Regions from separate parts of the Lactuca sativa genome. Here region 2 is linked to region 1. Evidence: chromatin contacts called from public Hi-C data. All regions are on one chromosome and are shown on one strand. Each heading gives the region's core, a stretch centred on a gene start, on an enhancer-like site or on the middle of the called end of the contact. The rest is flanking DNA. Distances are from core to core; before and after follow the strand shown. Region 1 holds the start of LOC111889921 (pyruvate kinase, cytosolic isozyme). Region 2 holds the start of LOC111889890 (pentatricopeptide repeat-containing protein At5g56310).

Region 1 (5,583 bases), core at 911-3,410:
TTCTCCATGTTTAAGGTGGTTTGAGTGGATGGATTCAATAAAATTGGTAATTTGATGGATCCTTATGGCCCCTTTATAGTCTCACATTCCAAATTTGAAGTTATATAGAGTTTTGGTTCCATACATGGGTTTTGACCTTATTTTTACCATTTTGACATAACTAGAGTTTAAGACACGCAATGGACATGCATGTCAATAGAGCAATGACTTTTATGATTCTTATGGGTGTAAGGAAGCCTTCTGGAGAATTTATATGTGTGGCTTAATGGATTAAGGGCTTAATCCATTAAGTTGTCCAAGACAGTTCCCACGACGTGGCGACATGCTCACCACGACATGGTGGAGGGTTTCTCATGACTGTTTGTCGCGAGACTGCCACGACACGATATATACTTGGCCACGATGTGGTAGCTAACTGAGTGACTTTGACTGTTAACTTTTTAACCAAGTTGAGTTGAGGGTTCTAGACTGTAGATTGAGGTTTTGCAAAATTAAAGTTCCCAACAATATTATTTTCTTCAAATAAAACTGCCAAAATTAAATACCGATTTGAATGCCATACATTTAAAAAATGTGATGAATGTCAAAAGTTGATTTCGTAAAATTAAATGTAGCAAATGTCTCAAAGTTATGTTAAAATTAAATGTCAATATTGATTTCTTGAAATCTAAATTTGCAACAATAAATTCCGAAATTAGTCTCGCCAAACTTTTTTTTAACGACAATTATATCAATATTTAAAATAAAAAAAGACAATTCTATTAATATTTAAAATAAAAAATAAAATAAATAAATGTGCTTGTTGGCTCTAATTTTTTTGCGACATAAACAATGCATATTATTCATTGTTATTATTTAATAACTAATGTTTGTCATGATTATTTCTTTGAATCTATTTCCAAATTTAATGTAATATCTCTATTATATGTCATTTACAATGATATGAATATGTTTATTTTGTCTTTTTTTTTTTTTTTTTTTTTTTTTTTTTAATAAATACATTTTCAATGTTTCTAATTTCACTAGTTTTCTAATTTTAACAGTCAAACACATTCATTAAACAAATGTATATATGTTATCCGTAACCCAAATATATGATGTGAATATCAACATACAAATTTCCTATCTAATTTGAATTGGATATCAAAAGTCCATTATCCAGCAACTCTAAAAATAGATAAAAACATAGGAAAAATTATTTAGATAATAGAAGATCTAATAATATCTCCGTCACGCCAAATGATATTATGGTATATGTATCAAGTTATTATCGACTTTTATACATAAAATGATATTTAAACTAATTTATGAATGTATTGTTTATTTTTTTCTGTTTGTTTATTATGAGATAAGTATTGCATATTTTTATTAAATAATGTTTTCATGACATAGGTAATGTGGGTCGTGCTCAAGAATTTTTCAAATCTAATCTACTTTCGCTTTTAATATAAGAACTTTGTTATCTAATGGTTCCAAGATAGCTACATTTTTTTTCTTACTTCATCTGTTAGTTAAAATATAATGCACATACTATATTTCTTTCAGGTTTAATTTAATTCCCTGCCTATTATAATTTTATTACTAATAGACAAATATCATCATACGAAATAGATATTCTATATTGTCTAATGACATGAGATTCATCATCAATCGCTCGAGGTTTTTCTATCAATTTATCATCCAGAAAATAAAATTTAAGAAGGAAGACTACAAATATGTCTTATTCACTCATTTTTGACTTAAAATATTAATATTAGACAATGACGATAACCTTAACGGTATGACATCTAATGTTGTATTCAAATAAGTTTTTGAAAATTGTGATTTAAAATAATTTTTAAAAATATGTGAATTGTTTGTTTTATTAGTATAAATTGAATTACTTATTCATTATTTCGTTGATATTTATTTTGAAATTTTATTTTAAAAAATACTAAAATTTAATGCGAGCTCATTTTACCATGAAACGTACCGTCACTTATTCACTGACTTTTTTTCTTATTCACTAGCTTTTTTTCGCAATTATAATGGTTGTTTTGTGATAAAAATTGACTATTTGGGTATATTGGCCCCAAATATGATCACAATATCTATAATATTAAATACAAAACAACATATAAAGTATAAAATGTGACAAAAGTTTAAAAAAGAAAGGACTAGAAGTAAAACATAATAGCATAAATGTTGATTTCGCATCCTAAAACGGGAAAATATTGAAAATTTCTGTAAAAAAATAAACAGCACCATATTCGGAATATAGTTTCAAAGTTCGCACATTTTTTGTGAAAACTCCCAAAAGACCAAGCCCCGCTTCTCATGCCAGTTTTCCAATTCAGTTATGCATCCCTCTCATTTCGTTGATCCACAAATTCTGCAAACACCTTCTTATTTCCTACTCTCGACAATTCCCCAACTTCCATTTGCTCTTGAATTCACATAAATTCATCACCACACTCTTCATCCGATCAATTGATCGGAATACTGTTGTTCATCGGAGACAAAAATGGAACACATCACCACTCCTCAGGTCCACCCAGAAGTAGGTTGGAAGAGGCCCAGAACGAAGATCGTCTGCACTTTGGGACCCGCTTCTAGGTCGATTCCAATGGTTGAAAAACTTCTCAAGGCAGGTATGAATGTCGCTCGCTTCAATTTCTCTCATGGATCTTACGAGTATCATCAGGAAACCCTCGAGAATCTCCGTAAGGCCATGGAGAACACCGGTATTCAATGTGCAGTCATGCTCGATACCAAAGTATGTTTCCTTCTTCACTACCTATCAATATCATCACTCTTTCGATTTCTATATATGAATGTCATACAGATCGCGTATATAAATCATTGTTACAAAATCACAATGTTATTCGTTTTGATCCATCCGCATTTTCGTTTTGTTAACGTCATACGAGATGGAAGAAATGAATCGTATCCATTTTGATTGAATTTTGGTATAACTAAGCATAGAAACCGTTGATTTTGTTTCCGATGGATAAATTAGGGTCCAGAAATTCGAACCGGGTTTCTGAAAGATGGGAAACCGATCCAAGTGACGCAAGGTCAAGAGATCACAATCTCCACCGATTACTCGATTGTAGGTGACGAGAATATGATATGCATGAGTTACAAAAAGTTGGCTCATGATTTGAAACCAGGAGGCACGATACTCTGTTCAGATGGCACCATTACGTTTACTGTTCTTTCTTGTGATACTGAAAAGGGATTGGTTCGTTGTCGTTGTGAGAACACCTGGACTCTTGGTGAGAGAAAGAATGTTAATCTTCCAGGTGTCATTGTTGATCTCCCAACTTTGACAGAAAAAGATAAGGAGGATCTTCTCAAATGGGGTGTTCCTAATAACATTAATTTGATTGCTTTATCTTTCGTCCGCAAAGGTTCTGATCTTGTTGAGGTTCGCAAAGTCCTTGGTGAACATGCCAAAAACATCGTCCTTATGTCAAAGGTCCGTTTTCTTTATTTTATCTCTCACTAATTTCATATCATATTTACTTATTTAGTGGGGTCGGTTAACAAACTCTGTATCATGAAAACTATTATTTATATTTTCTAGGTTGAGAATCAAGAAGGCGTTTCCAATTTCGATGAAATCCTAGCCAACACCGATGCATTCATGGTGGCTCGTGGTGACCTCGGAATGGAGATCCCAATCGAGAAAATTTTCTTGGCACAGAAAACCATGATTTACAAATGCAACGTAAAAGGAAAACCAGTTGTGACCGCGACCCAAATGCTCGAGTCCATGATCAAATCCCCAAGGCCAACTCGAGCAGAGGCCACAGACGTGGCCAACGCGGTCCTCGATGGCACAGACTGTGTCATGCTGAGTGGTGAAACCGCCGCCGGGGCCTACCCCGACATAGCAGTCGCCACCATGGCTAAGATTTGCATGGAAGCTGAAAACACAATCGATTATCCGCTCCTTTTCAAAAAGATCACTTCAACCGCACCCGTACCTATGAGCCCACTCGAAAGCCTGGCATCCTCTGCGGTTCAAACCGCCAACGCATCACAAGCTAGAATGATTTTGGTGTTGACTAGAGGCGGCACCACCGCGAAGCTGGTGTCCAAGTACCGGCCTCAGATTCCTATTCTGTCGGTGGTGGTTCCAGAGGGGAAGTCTGATTCAGGTGGTGGAGTGTCGCCTAGCGATGAAGCTCCGGCGAGACATAGCTTTATTTTCCGGGGTTTGGTTCCGGTTTTGTGTCCCCCGGGGTCCGCTAAAGCTTCTACTATGGAATCAACTGAAGAAGCATTGGAGTTTGGATTGCAACATGCTAAGAGTAAAGGCCTTTGCAAGGAGGGAGATGCGGTTGTTGCTTTACACCGAGTTGGATCCGCATCCGTCATCAAGATTATCAATGTCAAGTGAAAGTGAAAGTGAAAGTGATTCCTCCCACGCTCATCTCCATCTTTATTTCCAAATCGTTTTCTTCAAGTAATAAATCACTTCGTACTTGTTTTTCACCGAGTCAACTCGGTTGGATGTTTTGTTGCTATGTGTTTGGTATAATCAAACTAATTTTTGCATTAAAGTTGTGTTGATACGATGGAATCATGAATGGTTCATTCCGTAAGAGTTGAAAAATAACTCAATCTATTACTTTGCTTTTCGTTAATATCTATCTAGTAGTAGTATCTATGCCACATGATTGAAATGTATTTTAAGAAGCTAAGCTCCAGAGGTAATCTAGAAAAATGTTGGAAAAAAATTTGAAGAAGGCGTAAACAATCCTTCATAATTAGGTTTACATAAAAGAAGACAGAAACACGATATACTCCTGTCAATATTAAACAATATAATATCCGATCTCTGTACACGTTTCTGTAACGACGGCGTATACACAACATGAAGGAAAACTTACAGCTGAGCTGCTGTTCATTGATTATCATCATCCCTCCGACCACCTCCGCTTTCCGGCGGACCTGACCCTGAGTCCGACGATCCTGTGTCCATTATCAAACGAGGGTTTGTGATTTGAGTGCCTGAAGCTGATGTTGATGAGAAAAGGCTGTTGAAAGGCCAAGGGAGAGTTACAGAAAGTCGCCGGGAGGAACCGGAACCGTCTTCTCCGGCGATCTCAGATTCTCCGGCGATCACGTTGGTGTTGACAGTGATAGCACGGGAAGCTTCACGGTCTCGTTCGAGTTTGGATTCATCGGAAGGTAACTGATACCTGCAAACTGGACATGAACTGTGAAGGTCTAGCCATGGCAGGATACAGTCACCGTGAAACCTGTGTTTACATGGCATCTCTTTTGCTTCATCTCCGATCTGAAAATCTTCCAAACAAACTGAACATTGAACGGAATCTTCCTGGATTTTCACTATCGGCATGGCCTCCACCGCCTCTTTTTTGGCCGGTGGTGTTCCGTACCGGTTTGGATCATTCTCCGCGAGATGCTGGAGGAGTAATTCCAGACCGGGGCCCACAAAGTAATCGCCTAGGGATCCGATTGGGTGGTTCTGTGGGCCGCCGACGCCGGAGGAGTCAAATGAATTTGCACCACTGCCACCACCCTGGACAATGATTGTATTACTAAACGGATTAATCAGAATAACACGAT
Region 2 (5,583 bases), core at 2,076-4,575, 150 kb after region 1:
CATAGGAACTGTTTCTGTAAAACAAATCTCATAGGGACCTTTTCTGTAAGTTACAAAACTTTACGGACTAAATGTGCCAATATTAAAAAGATTTGTGGCAAAAATCTAAAATGTATAAACTTTCTATTCATAAGCCAATTCTATTTAATATATAGTATAATATAATGTTGAACAATTAACAATAATATTAGCTTATTTGATAATTGATATGAAGGAATGCTGGAGGCCAGATCAAAAGTCTTGCTAAATCGGTTCATAAAGCTGAAAGTCAAGCTAAAGGTATTATCTACTCCTTTCTTCCTTTATTTGGCTCACATCACAAGTCACAACAAATAGATTGAAGAAGGAATGGAGTGGTTGGAATGGAATTGACCATTCCTGAAATGTGATTGCTTTCATTGCATAGGAATGGGGTGTATTTGCCCATTCAATCATGGAATGGAATGGAAAATCATAATATAACCCGTTTTTATCTATAAGATTTTTAAGGACACAAATCTCTTTTCAAGATTTCCTGATCTGAAATAAATCATCATTTATTGTCTAAAATTACAAGATTTTTATTTATTTATTATAATCTTACTTTGTATCTCTTGAATTTAAACAGATCTGGTGGATGATTTGCGAGAAATTCCTGGTAGAGATGCTTTGCGACTACGAGGAGAGGTAAATCCAATCTGCACATTCATCATAATTCATAACACTTAATTCAAGTTAAATTTTAAACTAAACTTTGGGTCCCACTCATTCACCAGGTTGCCAACATGGCATCATCTTTGAAACAGAAGCGACTTGCTATGAATAAAAGAATAATGCGGATTTCCGAGTTGGGTATTCGCGTATAATCGTATTGTTATATTTTCACAAATTCAGGCTTCAGGGCTTCTTGCATTTAGCCATTGTTGTGCTAGGAAATCTCTCCTAGATTTCGGCTCAATCGGATTTTGTCACTGTATTCTTGAAAAAAAAACCCATCGATACGTCGATACGGGTGCAATTTTCTTGTTTCTCATACATTGTTAAGGTGATTGTTTTTTACATGATGGGTTGCCAGTTATAAAGATGTTTTCTATTCACAAAAGGAAACAAACAGTTGTGAAGTCTGAAAAATATGCTGATGAAGAACCTTCGAGAAAGTCGAAGAGAATAAAAAGATTGTTAAGAAATAATTTCCATATCATTTTTTCTTTCTTTTTTGAGTTTCAGTTTGTTTAATAATTAAAAAAAAAAAAACAAACGCAATTGTATAAAACATACTATTTAAATCAAACCATAACATTTAAATTGAAAATAAAAACATTACAAGATCATAAAGAAAAGATACCATAAATTAAAAACATAAAACCATCCTAAAATTCAAATTTTGCCTAAATATTTTTCCTCAATCTTCTCCTTTAATGCCTCCAGCGTTCGTACCACTTTTTTATATTTGGGCGCCAAACCTTCGGTGTTACTTTTAAGAATTGCCAAGTCGTTCATCATTTCTCTTGTCTCATGTTGTTCCCTAAATATCTTCCAATACTCATTTAACAAATCATTTTTTTTCTTGTTATAGCTAGATGTGTTCTTGGAATATCGATCCAGTTTTCACCTTAAGCTTTGTTTTTTTTGTCAACTTTTTCCGCACACTTCACTTTGTTGTGTCTTGCCGCTCCTCGTGGAGGGGAGATCTCTTAAATGTCGTTCAAAATCTCATCGGTGTCGGAGGTTGATGTGAGACTGTGTCGGAAACGTTAGAGAGTTTGTGTTCTGTTGTGCGTTGTGAGTTTAGTGGATGAATGTTTGGGGTTTGTTCCATTTTTTGGTTAAGGAGGTTTTGAAATTGTATAAAATATAAAGAAAAAAATGGTGTGAATAAAAACGTCAAAATATGTATATATATAAGTTATGAAATGAAGAAACCGTGACGTATTTGACCTCAATTATCTAAATCTAATGCACCATCTGAATAGTTGGACACCGAAATCCAAGCACTAGCTAACACGGTTTCTTCATTTCCTTCCTAAGGTAGTTGGGTTTGGAAGTTTGATGGTTGTCGAAATTGTTTCATGGTAGGTTTGTGTATGTATTAGGCTTGTGTAGTAAAGGAAAAAGAACTAATATGAAAAAAATTATTGTAAAATGATTAGTATTTATAGGAAAGATGGAATGATCTATATTTACTGGTTTTTTTGAACAACTAGCCATTAAAATGGCTAGTCAAAGGTATATTCAAAAGAGATTAGACCCAAAGCCTTCTGTAACCTATCGTACCATTCTTCACAAAAGGCCACGACTGTGGTACCGGGGGTGGTGTGAGCGATCATGGCCCACCTGCCACCTAAACCACAAATGGTTCTCATACAATATATACTTGGAGGCCTAAGAGATCCCTTGTTGTAATCCACTCTTTCTAAATATATCTAAATATCATTTTATATATCATCTAACTAGTTTTTACTAAAATTGTTACTTTAGCCAACAGAACCTTAAAACGAAGTTAAGCACTCAAAGAGTGGGTAAGGCTGGTGCGTATATATCCTCCTCTCCATACTATTTTTCCAACTTACATGTCACACAATTATAGGTAGGAAATGATCACCACACCACCAAACTAAAATAAATTTTAATATCATTTTTTATCTTTTTTTTAACAATTATAAAAACGAATATAATTTTATAAAACATAATATTTAAATAAAACATAATATTTAAATTAACCATAACATTTAAATTCAAAAAAACATTACAAGACCAAAAAAAAAACGATATATTTAAAACATAAAACAATAGTCCTAAGAATTGCCCAAATATTTTGCCCGAATCTTCGTCTTCATCCCTCGTAGCACCTTCGCAACTTCGGACGTCAAACCTTCCACGCTAGTCCTAAGAATTGCCAACTCGTTCGTCATATTTTCTCGCTCGTGTCGCTCCTTCTCCACCTATAATTGCCTACGAAAGAAATCCAAGTACTCACGTTGTAAATCGTTTTTTTCTTTTTGTAGTAACTTGTGTTCCTGGAATTTCGCTTCAATTTCCACCATATGCCTAGCTTTTCTATCAGCTTCCTCCACATGTTTTGCAACACATTTCGTTTTGTCGCGTCCCGCTGCTCTTGGTGGAGGGGAGATCTCTTCGATGTCATCCGAACTCTCATAGGTGTCGGCGTTGAGGTCGATATGAGATTCTGCGTCGGAAACGTCAACGTCGGAAACGTTAGAGAGGTTGTGTTCGGTTGTTGTGGGTTGTGGGTTTGGGTTTTGCTCCATCTTTTGGTTGAAGAGGCTTTGAAATTGTATAAAAAATAAAGAAAAAGAATAGAGCGAATAAAAACGAGGGAGATGATATCTATTTATAGGTAAAAAAAACTTAATTCTTTTTAAAAGAATCGACCGTTTGCAACGCCTCTTAACATAACGCCATAAGGGGGCGGTGTTCTGGCCATAACGGCGTTAAGGAGCTCCAGTTTACTCGAATGCTGTCTCGTGTTGGATCGTCTTTGAACTCATTACTCCTGAAGCATAAACGCCAATACATAGCAGCAACAACACATGATATATGCTCCTCATTGCTATACAACTGCCCCAACAGCATTCACGTATATCAAATACATGGGTTCATGTTTGTTCGAGGTCTCGATCAAGACAATCTTCTTCTCAGTCGGTTCATCGTCACTTGCTCTGAAAAAGGTCTTTTGGACCATGCTACTTCGGTGTTTTTTCATAAGACTTGCAAGAATATATACCTTTACAACACCATGATCAAAGCTCTGTCGAGTAATTCTCGTGTCAAAGACGCTGTCTTTATCTACAACGAAGCACGAGTTATTGGGTTAAGACCTGATTCTTACTCATTTCCTTTTTTGTTAAAGGGTGTGAGTCGTTTGGGTGAGGGCGGTTTGAGTTTGGGAAGATGGATTCATTGTCATGTAATTAGTGTTGGTTTAGATACCGATGTTCATGTAGGAGTAGCGTTAGTTCAAATGTATGCGTCTTGTGGGTATGTTCACGATGCAAGGAAGGTGTTCGACGAAATGCCTCTTAGAGACGTTGCAACTTGGAATGCAATGATCTCTGCGTATTGTAAAGTTGATGAGGTGGAGAGAGCTTGTGCCTTGTTTGAGATTATGCCTGAGAGAAATGTGATCTCTTGGACATCTTTGATTTCAGGCTATGCTCAAGTGAACAAGCCTTGTGAAGCTGTTGCTCTTTTTAGAAGAATGCAAACGGATGGAGTGCTCCCTGATGAAGTCACAATGTTAGTCACACTCTCAGCTTGTTCCCAGTTGGGTGCATTAGAGCTAGGTGAATGGATTCATAACTACATAGATAAAAACAATATACACAAAACTACATCCCTCAACAATGCACTTATTGACATGTATGCAAAATCAGGGAACATAAAGAAAGCAATGTGGGTCTTTGAAAACATGAAAGATAGATGTGTTATAACATGGACAACTACCATTGCTGGATTGGCTTCACATGGTTTAGGAAAAGAAGCTCTTGACATGTTTTCTAGAATGGAAAGAGCTCATGTTAGGCCAAATGAAGTTACACTGATTGCAGTTCTTTCAGCATGTAGCCATGGGGGGTTGGTGGAATTAGGTCTTTGGTATTTCAACAATTTGCTTCCAAGATATGGAATTAAACCAAGGATTGAACATTATGGATGCATGATTGATCTACTAGGAAGAGCTGGATGCATATGGGAGGCACAAGAAGTACTAAATTCAATGCCTTTTGAAGCAAATGCAGCTATTTGGGGTTCACTTCTTGCAGCATCTAGACTTTATGGAAATGTGGAGATTGGGGAAAGAGCTTTAAAACATTTGATCAAATTGGAGCCATATAATAGTGGAAACCTTTCTTTACTTTCGAATATATATTCTTCTATGGGCCAGTGGAATGAAGCTGGATTCACAAGGAAAGTGATGAGAGATACTGGTGTGAAGAAGATATCAGGTGTGAGTTGCATTGAATTGAATAACAGAGTTCATGAATTTGTTTCTGGAAATAGTTCGCATCCTCAATATGAAAGAATACATGAAGTTTTGTCTGAGTTAAATAGACTAATGAAGGTTGAATTTTAAGAGTTATTTCATCTTTGCAACTTGATTTTCTTTGATATATCCACATACCTACAAATATGAATTTATATATCTAGATACATATCATGTGAATTTTAATATGAATTGACTACATAGAAAAACAAAATTTATTAACGAATGTACATGTTACTTGTCACTATACAATATCTTCCATATATTTACATTAATACATTATACATCATGAATCTTTTTTTCCAATAACCTTTTTGCATTTTTGCAACTTTAATTAATTAAAGATCGGAAGAAATCATCTTCAAAACCCAAGCTTTGGAATCCCAATCCCACAAGAACACTGTAGTACAATATCAGAATATATTCTTTCAGTTCTGATCTCAAAAAGGAAACTTTTGAACTCTCGACACTAGTATCAAAATCTGATATAGGAACATTGGTAGGTAGGTCTTCTTTCAATTTATAAACCTCTAAGCACCTTGTTTCTTGTGTTGACACTTTTGATATAACTACCCCTTCAACTCCATTAACACAATCATCTT

Evidence for each region. A called contact is a pair of places that touch in the nucleus more often than the background predicts.
Region 2: a contact with region 1 is called in a Hi-C map of leaf, with 3 times the contacts expected there. The contact joins the promoter of LOC111889890 here to the promoter of LOC111889921 in region 1. A contact is called at or near these places in 2 of 4 Hi-C or Micro-C datasets (leaf and seed).

Annotation. Positions count from the first base shown.
Region 1 is chr6:80,923,768-80,929,350 of Lsat_Salinas_v11, forward strand. It overlaps LOC111889921 (pyruvate kinase, cytosolic isozyme), which reads left to right and starts at 2,161. Exons shown (of 3, transcript XM_023886066.3): 1 at 2,161-2,755; 2 at 2,999-3,460; 3 at 3,569-4,606. The coding sequence starts at 2,504. The coding sequence ends at 4,387. It overlaps LOC111889929 (E3 ubiquitin-protein ligase SIRP1), which reads right to left. Exons shown (of 2, transcript XM_023886076.3): 2 at 4,702-5,583. The coding sequence ends at 4,895.
Region 2 is chr6:81,077,172-81,082,754 of Lsat_Salinas_v11, forward strand. It overlaps LOC111889890 (pentatricopeptide repeat-containing protein At5g56310), which reads left to right and starts at 3,326. Exons shown (of 1, transcript XM_023886049.3): 1 at 3,326-5,083. The coding sequence starts at 3,455. The coding sequence ends at 5,071. LOC111889901 (RGS1-HXK1-interacting protein 1) reads left to right here. Exons shown (of 8, transcript XM_023886058.2): 6 at 215-279; 7 at 608-666; 8 at 756-1,040. The coding sequence ends at 845. It overlaps LOC111889874 (kinesin-like protein KIN-14T), which reads right to left. Exons shown (of 11, transcript XM_023886033.3): 11 at 5,179-5,583. The coding sequence ends at 5,312.